2 separate regions of the Pan troglodytes genome follow, and region 2 is linked to region 1. A link is a contact called in public HiChIP or PLAC-seq data. All regions are on one chromosome and are shown on one strand. Each heading gives the region's core, a stretch centred on a gene start, on an enhancer-like site or on the middle of the called end of the contact. The rest is flanking DNA. Distances are from core to core; before and after follow the strand shown. Region 1 holds the start of PRCP (prolylcarboxypeptidase). Region 2 holds the start of CCDC90B (coiled-coil domain containing 90B).

Region 1 (5,147 bases), core at 1,674-4,173:
GAAAAAAGATTATTTCCTAGTACCCCTGCTAAAATTAAAATGTTTTCTCTTCCTCATAAACTTGAACTCAAATGTCTGGGTTAAAAATTGTTTCTTGGCTGGGGACACAGTGGCACACGCCTGCAATCCCAGCCCTTTGGGAGGCCAAGACAGGGGCATCGCTTGAGCCCAGGAGTTCAAGACCAGCCTAGGCAAGATGACAAAATCCCATCTCTATTTTTAAAAATAAAAAAATTTTTAAATTATTTCTAAGTTATTCTGGAAGTCTATGACATCCCTCTACCACAAATTCCCATTCCAAATTCACATAAGGGCTGGGCTCGGTGGCTCACGCCTGTAATCCCAACACTTTGGGAGGCTGATGCAGAAGGATTATTAAGCCCACAAGTTCAAGACTAGCCTGGGCAACATAGTGAGCCTTGTCTCTACACAATTAACAACAACAAAATTTCACATAGGTCTATAACCACATATTATATGAGTGCCTACTTGAAGCCAGATACTCTGCTAAGAGTACGTTATCTGCTCTCATTCAACCATCACCACAAACCCCAAGAGATCAAGGAACTAGGCTCACAGAAGTACTGTAACCTGCCCAAGGTCACAGAGCTAGCAGGGTGGAATCCGGTTCTATCTGACTCCTAAAGCCAAGCTTCAGACCCTTGCACTCTTTCTAATCCCAACCTTTTCCAAATCTTTTCCTATTTTTACACAGGCTTTCAGAAATGCTGAACTGTAAGGATTACTTGTCATTTCACAGAGGATGTACTTTTCCATCAAGACCTGTGGGGGAATGCCTCATGCTGCAGCCAAGCACAAAGGCATCAAGCCCAAAAACCTCTAATTTCACGTTACAGACCATAGAAAGGCGAATCCCCACCCCCACCACAAACTCCTACAACTCCTTTTACAAGCATAGGCTACATACATTCAGTCTTATGGGGAATAGGGACTGTCAACAATTCTTAATAATAGGGCTACAAAATCAGCTCTGAGCTGACCCCTTATGAGAGGCTGGCTTTTAGGATGGATAATTATCCAATATTTTCTAATAGGTAAAGATATTAAAATTTGTATTTAGGGCTGCCTTGGGGCAAAGGATGACTATCACCGCAGACTAGGTACCAGAGCTGGCATTTAATAATTTGAATTTGAGGGAAGGTCAAGGGAGTTCGGATTGGGGCACCCTCTGGGAGCAGAGGGAGTTGAAGTGACTGTCGTGTCCAATTACAGAAAAGCCTGAATCAAGAGTATGCAGCCAAAACTACTACCAAATTATTGGTAATGGGAGGAGAAAATTTAAACAGAACTGGGATTTGGGACCACCTTCTGGAAGATGTTAGCCAAAAACCGAACAGATCCTAGGCATCAAGGGGTGTGAATTTCGAGGTAGGCTCCGTTGCCCGGGCTCTGAGGGTCAGGGTTCCCGGCGGTTGGGCCTGGGACGGCGAAGCCCCCGCGCCCCCTTACCTTCTGTTGGAAGTAGAGAACCGAATAGTTCTTGGCTACAGCCGGGAGGGATGTGGGGTTGGTTGGCAAGTGTAGGCTGCCGAGGGCCCTTAAGGCCGGCCGGAGGGCTATGGTGGCCCAGGGCGCCAGAAAAGACAGAAGCAGGAGCAGGAGGGCTCGGCGGCCCATGGCTCAGGCTGGAGACTGCAGTGCGGGTGGGAGGGCGAAAAGGAGGCCAGCAGAAGCGCACAGGCTAAGCCCTGCCCAGCCTGCAGCTCCGCCCGCCGCAAAACAGCTCCTCCCAGGGGAAACCCAAAGCCAGCCAGCTCCTCAGAGACGCCGCCCAAGCCAGGTCACCACAGCCACTCCGCCCCCATCCCCGAGGACACCGCCTCCACTCCACTTTCCTCTCGTGCCATCTGCTCCTTAGCACTCACCTTCATTGCAGTCACACCCCAAGTCTGCCCTTATCATGCTAGGGCCTTTTCCTACCTCATCGCTGTAGCCCATGCTTTATCTATAGCGCCCCCGAAGCCCACCTGTCCTTCAGGTCACCCAATATCCCTACCATTATTATCACCACCAAACCCTGCCCTGGCCGCCCCAATTCCATTGCGACACCTCCTGCCTTCCGCAAATCCTACATAATGGCAATAACAGCTACCATGACAATTTATTGAAGGTTCACTACAGGCCAGTGTATCACGAGGCAGGAAGGCACACGCATCATCTCCTCTAACTAAATCGTCACAGCAATCTTGTGCGTCGTATATGATTGTTATTCCCATCTACAGATGTGGAAACTGAGGCTCAGAGAGGTGCGGGAACTTGCACTAGATCACTCAGCAGTGAGCGGAGCACGTCGTCGCAGACCGCTGGGTCCAGGTCCAAAGACTGTGCTCCTTGCACCCACCTCCATCATGGAGCCTAACCACTCCCTATGATACTCCGTTCTTGGGTCACCCCAAAACTGTGTTGCTCGCACAACCCATCCATTACACAGGTCGCCCCGGGTCCACATCGCCCCTAAATCCCGCCAGGTCCCGGTCCCTTCTTTCAAATAACGCCCCCTTTCTTCTCCGGCACCCGAAAACCCACTCCGCGCTCCACCCCCCTCCTGCCTCCTGCCACCGCCCCCTTCCTCCCTCCGCCCGTGGGTAGTGCTAGCCCCTAGGACAGCGCCGGGTCTGGCTTCCAAAGCTCCCTCAACCCTCTTCACCCAGCTTCCATTCCCTCTTTCAGTCACCCCGCCAGACCCCAGGGCGCTGCGGCTCACTCCACACTTCCCCGGGATCCCTACGCCCAGGAGGCTCAGCGAAGCTCCAAATCCAATTTTACGGACTGTACTACTGATCCACCTGTCGGGGAGAAAGACTCTACCCGCAGTTTGACGAAAATGGTCGTTCCCAGATGCTTGTAGGATTTCCTCGCTAAGCTCCACCCTCTGCGGCGCCTTCTTCTGATTGCCTCTGAGTAATCAGAGCCAAAGCGTTACTTCCGGCGGAAAAGGACGCGGGAGATTCGATTGGAAGGCTGCCGGCGTGCTACTGAGTTCGGCCGGTCCGAGTCACTGTGCGTCGCCTGGGCCCGTTCCTGGTCTTCTCCCCCAGGTGAGCTGGGTAAAGGGGTTCTCGGGAAGCCCAAGAGCCGGAGACTCCTAAGGAGGCTCTTAACTTCATTATGAATGAGACCCACCCAGAGCCCGGCGCTTGTTTTTTCACAAGTGGTTCTCTGTAAACGGGCAGCCATGAGGGTAACAGAATATAAACGTCAGTTATTTTATTTTAGACTCAGTGCTTTTGCAATCACCTAACGAACGTTTATTGAACACTTACAGTGCCATCGAGCTAGACTCGGAGTGAGCTTTTAGAATCGGAAATAGGAAAAGGCGCGACTCTTGTTTCTGTAATGTGCAAATACGTATTCAGCGGGCCACTGTGCAGAGTAGTACGTGCTGAAAGGGGATCTTCCAAAATGCTGTGATGGCTTAGAAGGAACATACTTTAACTGAGCCATGTGCTTAAACCAGAGCTTGAAAGTTTTCTTCCTTTTCACATCCTGCCAGTCCCTACCAGCCTCTTGAATATCTCATCTGTTCACTTCTCTCCGTTTTTTACTGACGTTATTTTGGTTCGACCCTATGACTGCTACATAGCTGTGATAGTAACCCCCCCTCCCCCCCCCGCCCCAGCTGGTTCTCCTGCTTTCAATCTTGCTACCTTCCAGTCCAGTCTCCGCATTGCTGGGCTGATAAAGTTCATATTTGACCGAGGCACTCCCCATTGAAAACCTTTCAGTCGCTCCTATTTGCCCTCAGGTTTAAGCCCAAAGTCTTTAACATGACTTGCAGACTCTTTCCTATCTGACTTTTGCCTGGCTCTTCAGCCCTAGTGGTTTTCCACCGCTCCAGCCATATAGAATGTCTTTTGTGTTCCTGAAGTGCACTATCCTTCTCACCCCAAACCGTCTTCTGACCCTGTCCCTGACCTGGCTAATTCTTAGTCAGTTTGCAAAGCCTTTTAAATCAGAAACCCTTTCCTGACCCCACAGGACTGGATCACAGAGCACCAAGTAATTATTTGTTTATTCTGCAGATAGTTAAATGCTTCTTTCGTCTGTGCCAAGAACTGCTAGGTACTGAGATCCAATGATGAACAAGGTAGATTCCTGTTCTAATGGAACTTACCTTTTATGGATGGAATTAAGGAGAATTTACAAGGAAACTATGTGAATTAGACTGGTCTAAGAAGACCTTTCCAAGGAGTTGATACTGATGCCTAAAAGATGAGCGTGATCCAACCATGCAAAAGAGGGAAAGAAAAACATTCTAAACAGAGTGAACAGGTTGTGCAAACGTCCTGAGGCAGGAAAGAGCTTGACATGTTAATGTTCAAGAATCTAAGGAAAGACCAGTATTGCTGGAATATATTTAGAAAGGACAGTTGTATGAGATGAGTCTGGAAAGATGGGCAGAGACCAGATCATGGTTAGGAGGTTAATCCAGCACCATAAACAGGAGATAATGGTGATTTGGATTAAGATGATGGCAGAATATATGAGGGAAAAGTGAATGATGGTTTCTAGGTATGGAAGTAGATTCAAGTACCTTCTGATGAGTGTGATGTGGGATATGAAGGAAAGGGAGGAATGACAAATGACTCCTAGGTATCTAGTCTGAGTTACTGGTTAGTGAGTAGTACCATTTACTGAGATGTTACCTTCTCCATCCCTGTAATAAATGTCTCATAAATGATATCAATGGAAAAACTGTATTGTACTAAGATTTTCCTGGTTCATGTTTTTAAAGCATTTTTCATCAGTATTTCTCCTTTCACTGAAGATTTTGTCTCTTTGTTTTTTTGCTTACTTAATTTTCACTCTCCTGCCTGCCTCTCTTACTTTTCTAGAATTTTCGTGTCAATGTTACTAAATTATTTTTTAGGGACTTATTATGACTGCCTTTAGAAAAATTAAACAAGTATGTGCCCTTGGAGGAGACCATTAGACAGTGTTAAGAAAACAATTCAAAACAGCCACCCTTCCCATAGCTGAGGCCTCTTGGCCTGTAAAATATGAAACAGAAAATTGGAGAATTACAAGGTGACAAAGATTTTCATGCAAGGCAAGAATGGTTTGGAGAGGAACGAAGAAAGGGAGAAAAGTTAGTCATACTTTCTTTTCTTTATGCCATTAGAAGT
Region 2 (5,147 bases), core at 798-3,297, 380 kb after region 1:
CAACCAAGCAAACATGTAAAGTGTTGTCCCATTAAATTTAAGCTGCAAGTTTTATATTAATTTACTGCTAATTTTACAGCTGAAACACTTCAGTGTATAGCCAGTTACTTTTCTGTCAGGAATTCAAAAGAACAGGCATTAACAGCATATATTCTTACATGCTGGTCTACTAACGTGCTACACTAGTTGCATTAGAATAACTAAGGTCCTTCCATTGGTCAGAGGTCAAGGTTTTCAAATCCCTTGATTATTGACATTATTAGGCAAGTTTAAACTACTTGTATAAAATAAACATTCAATATTTGTTTAGTGAGGAAGGACACAAATCCTACTAGTTGTAAGAAGAGATTTAAGGTTTCTCCAAGAACACTCAGATTCAAGTGGGATAACTTTTATGTTAAAACATTAACATGTACTTATGGTCATTTATTTCCCAGTATGATATGCACTTCAAAGTTCATTCTCTAAGAACATTTAATTTTGTTTTCATTTGGATATGTAAAGTACACCTGTAAAAGTCAACAAAGATGGCAGCTGGATGACTTCCTGGAGTTCAAAAGTGCTACCTCCTTTTTGTAAAATCCATCATAATGTGTATGTATGCTAAACACTCAAATACCTAACAAAAGAGACCTTGTGAATGACCCTGGCAGCTAAACAGCAATCTCACAGATGGAGGATCAACAACTGCAGTTTTGACTGCAGCTGTTACTGGTGTGGATTAAAATGAAACAATGAGCAAAATAGCACAAGTAACAATATGGAGTATAAATAACAGCGTAGAAGTGTTTGGGTACCGAATGGCTCAGCGTACCTGGCACTGAAGATTCAAGAAGGTGAACAGAGATAAGAGGTGCCTATTCGCCTATTTTGTGGACAACGGTTTAAAACTGGGAGGGAAGTTTAAAAACTGGGGGTGAAAACGACGACAACAAAAACCTAGCCCTAGAAACATTTCTCTGAATAAAGTTAGATGTCTTCAGGACACCCTGTTAACAGGGGTGCCAACAGGTTGGAAACTTGTGGGTTCCAGTATTCACTTATTTTCCCAAAGTCTACAATGTGACTGAAATGTACTGAGAATTCCAGTGAGAATAAGGCAGACGTGGCCTGAAATTTATGATGCTGTCTACCAAAAACCTGGGCTCGAGGCCAGCACCTAAAAAAACAAAATCAAAATTTGATCAGGCCACAAAAGAAAACTGGACACCCTCAAACACAGATTACCTTACGTTGGCTCCTGACAAACCTACGAGATTACTAGCCTCTTGTCACCAAAAAACGGAAACAACGGCTGAGAAAGAAGCCGGGCGCGAAGCCCAGGCCTTCAAAGGTTCGCTTTAAGAACAGAAAGGCAGTGCTTTCCTCAGTCCTCGCCCCTTGGGGCGAGCTGGGCAAGTCGGGGCAGCAGGCAGCGGCGTCGCCAGCACAAGGCGTGAATCCGGGAGGAGGGCGTGGCACCTTCTCTTCCCGTTCGCTCGAGCAGGCGCGACCCCACGGGCATCGTCTCCCTAGAAAGCACTCAGGCATCTATGACACGACGCCTTGCCTCACCTCTCCGCAGGGCCGGCGAGAAATGCCCGCGGGGCCTTGAAACCCAACGATCTCCTCTGCCTTGGGAGAGCAAGAGCCGCCAAGCCTGGCGACTATTCATGTCCTCAGAGTTTTCCGGTGGGAGGGAGGCGGAAGACGGGGTAAATCTCGCACAGGCTTTCGGGCAAGGTAGTTCTGGCACCACAGGAATGCTGGGAATTGTAGTTTTCGCTCTGTCACAAGCTCACCTCCCAGCGCAGGCGCCACCGTGGTCCCACGAAACTGGGCCTCTTCACAGACAGACCCACAGTTCGCGAGCATGGCTCAGCGCTGCCCCGCTTCTCCCAGCGCCCCTTCCCGACCTGTGAACGCCTTTACCGCCCTAGGAAAGCGAGATCTTGTCAGAGAACCTTCCGGCGCCTGTTTCCTGGCAGTGGGGCATAGTCCAACAGCTGGCTCCCCCAAGATAGCCAGCGGCCATTACGCGCTTGGGTCGGAGGAGATGGAGTCGCATTTAGCCGCACAGCAGCCTGGGACCTGAAGTTTTCGGCCGCTGAGCGTTCTGGGTGATTGCGTAGTGCGAGGGCCAACGAAACCTTCTGGGAAGTGTAGTCCAGCAAGCCGCTCACTTATCGTGAGGCGTCACATCCTGCTGCTTCACCCTCTGGTGCACGGGAGGACCAACTATTTCAGTCGGTATGTCCTTTCTTTAGGGAAGCCGAATTCCTCCGTTTCTAGGAGAAATTCCTTGAATTTTCACCATTTATCCTTCTCAGACCTCAGTTACTCAAGACTGCTCCGCATAGTAAAATGCTGAAAGCAACAATGCACAGTAGTTGTATTAAAATGCACTAATACTCATGAATATTCTCTGTAAGTTCTAAAATGGCACACAGTTGTGCGGTGTTAGTGGCTTACTCTCGCAAGATTCTAAACAATTACGGCTAGGTTTCTATCTATATGTATTCAAAGCTTTGTGAGAGTCAACTAAGTAACAAACACCATTTCTAAGGCCCGAAGCACATTGAAAGAACAAAACTTGATGCCCGCCAACAACTGCTTTAACAGACAATTCATGAAAAGGAAATATAAATTGTTATTTAAAACACTGGGATGGCTGGGCGTGGTGGCTCATGCCTGTAATTCCAGCACTTTGGGAGGCCGAGGCGGGCAGATCACCTGAGGTCGGGAGTTCGAGACCAACCTGACCAACATGGAGAAACCCTGTCTATATTAAAAATACAAAATTAGCCGGGTGTGGTGGCACATGCCTGTAATCCCAGCTACTCAGGAGGCTGAGGTAGGAGAATCGCTTGAATCCTGGAGGCGGAGGTTGCAGTGAGTCGAGATCACACCATTGCACTCCAGCCTGGGCGACAGAGTGAGACTCGATCTAAAAAAAAAAAAAAAAAAAATTGGGAAAAAAGTTTGATCTTACCAGTTTCAAAATACAAAACGCAAAACCTTAGGGTATATCGAGGTTAGGGGTCCCAATGATCCCAACAGGATGTAAGCATAGTACTCAACAGGTGCTTTTTCAACCCATGCCCCTCTGTCCGTCTCCCCCTTTCCTCATCTAATGATCCTCAATGCCTATTGTTTCCACGTTTACCATCATATATTCAATGTTTAGCTCCTACTTATAAGTGAGAACATGTGTATTTGGTTTTCTGTTCTTGGCATTAGGTTACATAGGATAATGGCTCCAGTTCCATCCATGTTGCTACAAAGAGTATAATTTCCTTATTTTTATGGCTGCATTATATTCCATGGTGTATATGTACCACATTTTCTTTATCCAGTCCACTGTTGATGGGCACTTAGGTTGATTTCATGTCCTTGCTATCGTGAATGGCACTACAATGAACATACGGTTGCATGTGTCTTTTTTTTTTTTTTTGTCTTGAGGCAGGGTTTCGCTGCGTCACTCAGGCTGGAGTGCAGTCGTGCATGGCTCACTGCAGCCTCAACTTCCTGGGCTTAACTGATCCTCCTGCCTCAGGCTTCCAAGTAGCTGTGACTACAGGTGTGCACTACCACAACTGGCTAATTTTTGCATGTTTTGTAGAGATGGGGTCTTGCCATGTTGCCCAGGCTGGTCCAGAACTCCTGGGCTCAAACTATCCACCCGCCTAGGCCTCCCAAGTGCTGGGATTACAGGCATGAGCGGCGGTGCCCAGCTCTGTGTCTTTTTGATGGCATGAATTATTTTCCTTTGGGTATATACCCAGTAGTGGGATTGCTGGGTTGAATGGTAGTTGTATTTTAAGTTCTTTGAGAAATCTCCAAACTGCTTTCCATAGTGGCTGAACTAGTTTGCATTCCCATCAACAGAGTATAAGCGTTCCCTTTTCTTCACAGCCTAACCAATATGTGAATTTTTTTCTTAATAATTGCCATTCTGATGGGTGTGAGATGGCATCTCATTGTAGTTTTGATTTGCATTTCTCTAATGATCAGTGGTGTTGAGGATTTTTTCATGTTTGTTGGCTATTTGTATGTCTTCTTTTGAGAAGTGTGTGTTCATGTCCTTTGCTCATTTTTTAATTGGATTGTTTTATACTTCTTGGTTTGTTTAAATTCCTTATAGATTCTGGATGTTAGACCTTTGTCAGATGCATAGTTTGCAAATATTTTCTCCTTCCCATTCTTAGGCTATCTGCTTACTCTGTTGGTAATTTCTTTTGCTGTGCAGAAGCTCTTTAATTAGGTCCCAATTGTCAGTTTTTATTTTTGTTGTAATTGCTGTTGGGGACTTAGCTATAAATTCTTTTCCAAAGCCTGTGTCAAGAAGGGTATTTCCTAGTTTTTTTTTCTAGAGTTTTTATAGTTTGAGGGCTTACTTTTAAATCTTTAATCCAGCTTGAGTTAATTTTTGTATATGGTGAGAGGTAGGGGGGTCCAGTTTCATTCTTCTGCATATGGCTAGCCAGTTATCCCACCACCATTTACTGAATAGGGAATGCTATCCGTGTTGCTTATTTTTGTTGATTTTGTTGAAGACCAGATGGTTTTAGGTGTGTGACTTTATTTCTGGGTTCTCTATTCTGTTCTACTGTTCTATGTGTCTGTTTTTGTAACACTACCATGCTGTTTTGATTACTTTAGCCTTATAGTATTGTTTGAAGTCTTGCTTTGTTCTTTTTGCTTAAGATTGCTTTGACTATTTAGGCTCTTTTTTGGTTCCAAATTAATTTTAGAAGAGGTTTTTCTAGTTCTGTGAAAAATGATGTTGGTATTTTGATAAGGATAGCGTTAAATCTGTAATTTGTTTTGGATAGTATGGCCATTTAAACTGTATTGATTCTTCCAACCCATGAGCATGGAATATTTCTCCATTTATTTGTGTTGTCTCTGCTTTCTTTCAGTAGTGTTTTGTAGTTCTCCTTGCAGAGATCTTTCACCTCCCTGGTGAGATGATCCTGAGTATTCCATTTTCTTTGTGCCTATTGTAAATGGGATTGTGTTCTTGATTTGATTCTCAGCTAGAACATTATTGGTGTATAAAAATGCTACTGATTTTTTGTACATTGATTGTGTATCCTGAAACTTTACTGAATTTGTTTATCAGTTCCAGGGGACTTTGGGAGAGTCTTTAGGGTTTTCTAGGTGTA

What was found. HiChIP or PLAC-seq counts read pairs in DNA pulled down with a chosen protein or histone mark.
Region 2: an H3K4me3 HiChIP or PLAC-seq map of stem cell-derived excitatory neurons shows a contact between it and region 1, with 5 times the contacts expected there. The contact joins the promoter of CCDC90B here to the promoter of PRCP in region 1. A contact is called at or near these places in 1 of 7 Hi-C or Micro-C datasets (stem cell-derived neural progenitor cells) and 1 of 1 datasets of contacts at active chromatin or transcription factors (stem cell-derived excitatory neurons).

The regions. Positions count from the first base shown.
Region 1 is chr9:84,927,856-84,933,002 of NHGRI_mPanTro3-v2.0_pri, forward strand. It overlaps PRCP (prolylcarboxypeptidase), which reads right to left and starts at 2,924. Exons shown (of 9, transcript XM_009423827.5): 1 at 2,830-2,924. DDIAS (DNA damage induced apoptosis suppressor) reads left to right here and starts at 1,476. Exons shown (of 6, transcript XM_054661577.2): 1 at 1,476-1,801; 2 at 2,692-3,059.
Region 2 is chr9:85,313,626-85,318,772 of NHGRI_mPanTro3-v2.0_pri, forward strand. CCDC90B (coiled-coil domain containing 90B) reads right to left here and starts at 2,048. Exons shown (of 9, transcript NM_001280260.1): 1 at 1,782-2,048. The coding sequence starts at 1,854. It overlaps LOC107967372 (a long non-coding RNA gene), which reads left to right and starts at 1,790. Exons shown (of 4, transcript XR_002938555.3): 1 at 1,790-2,229.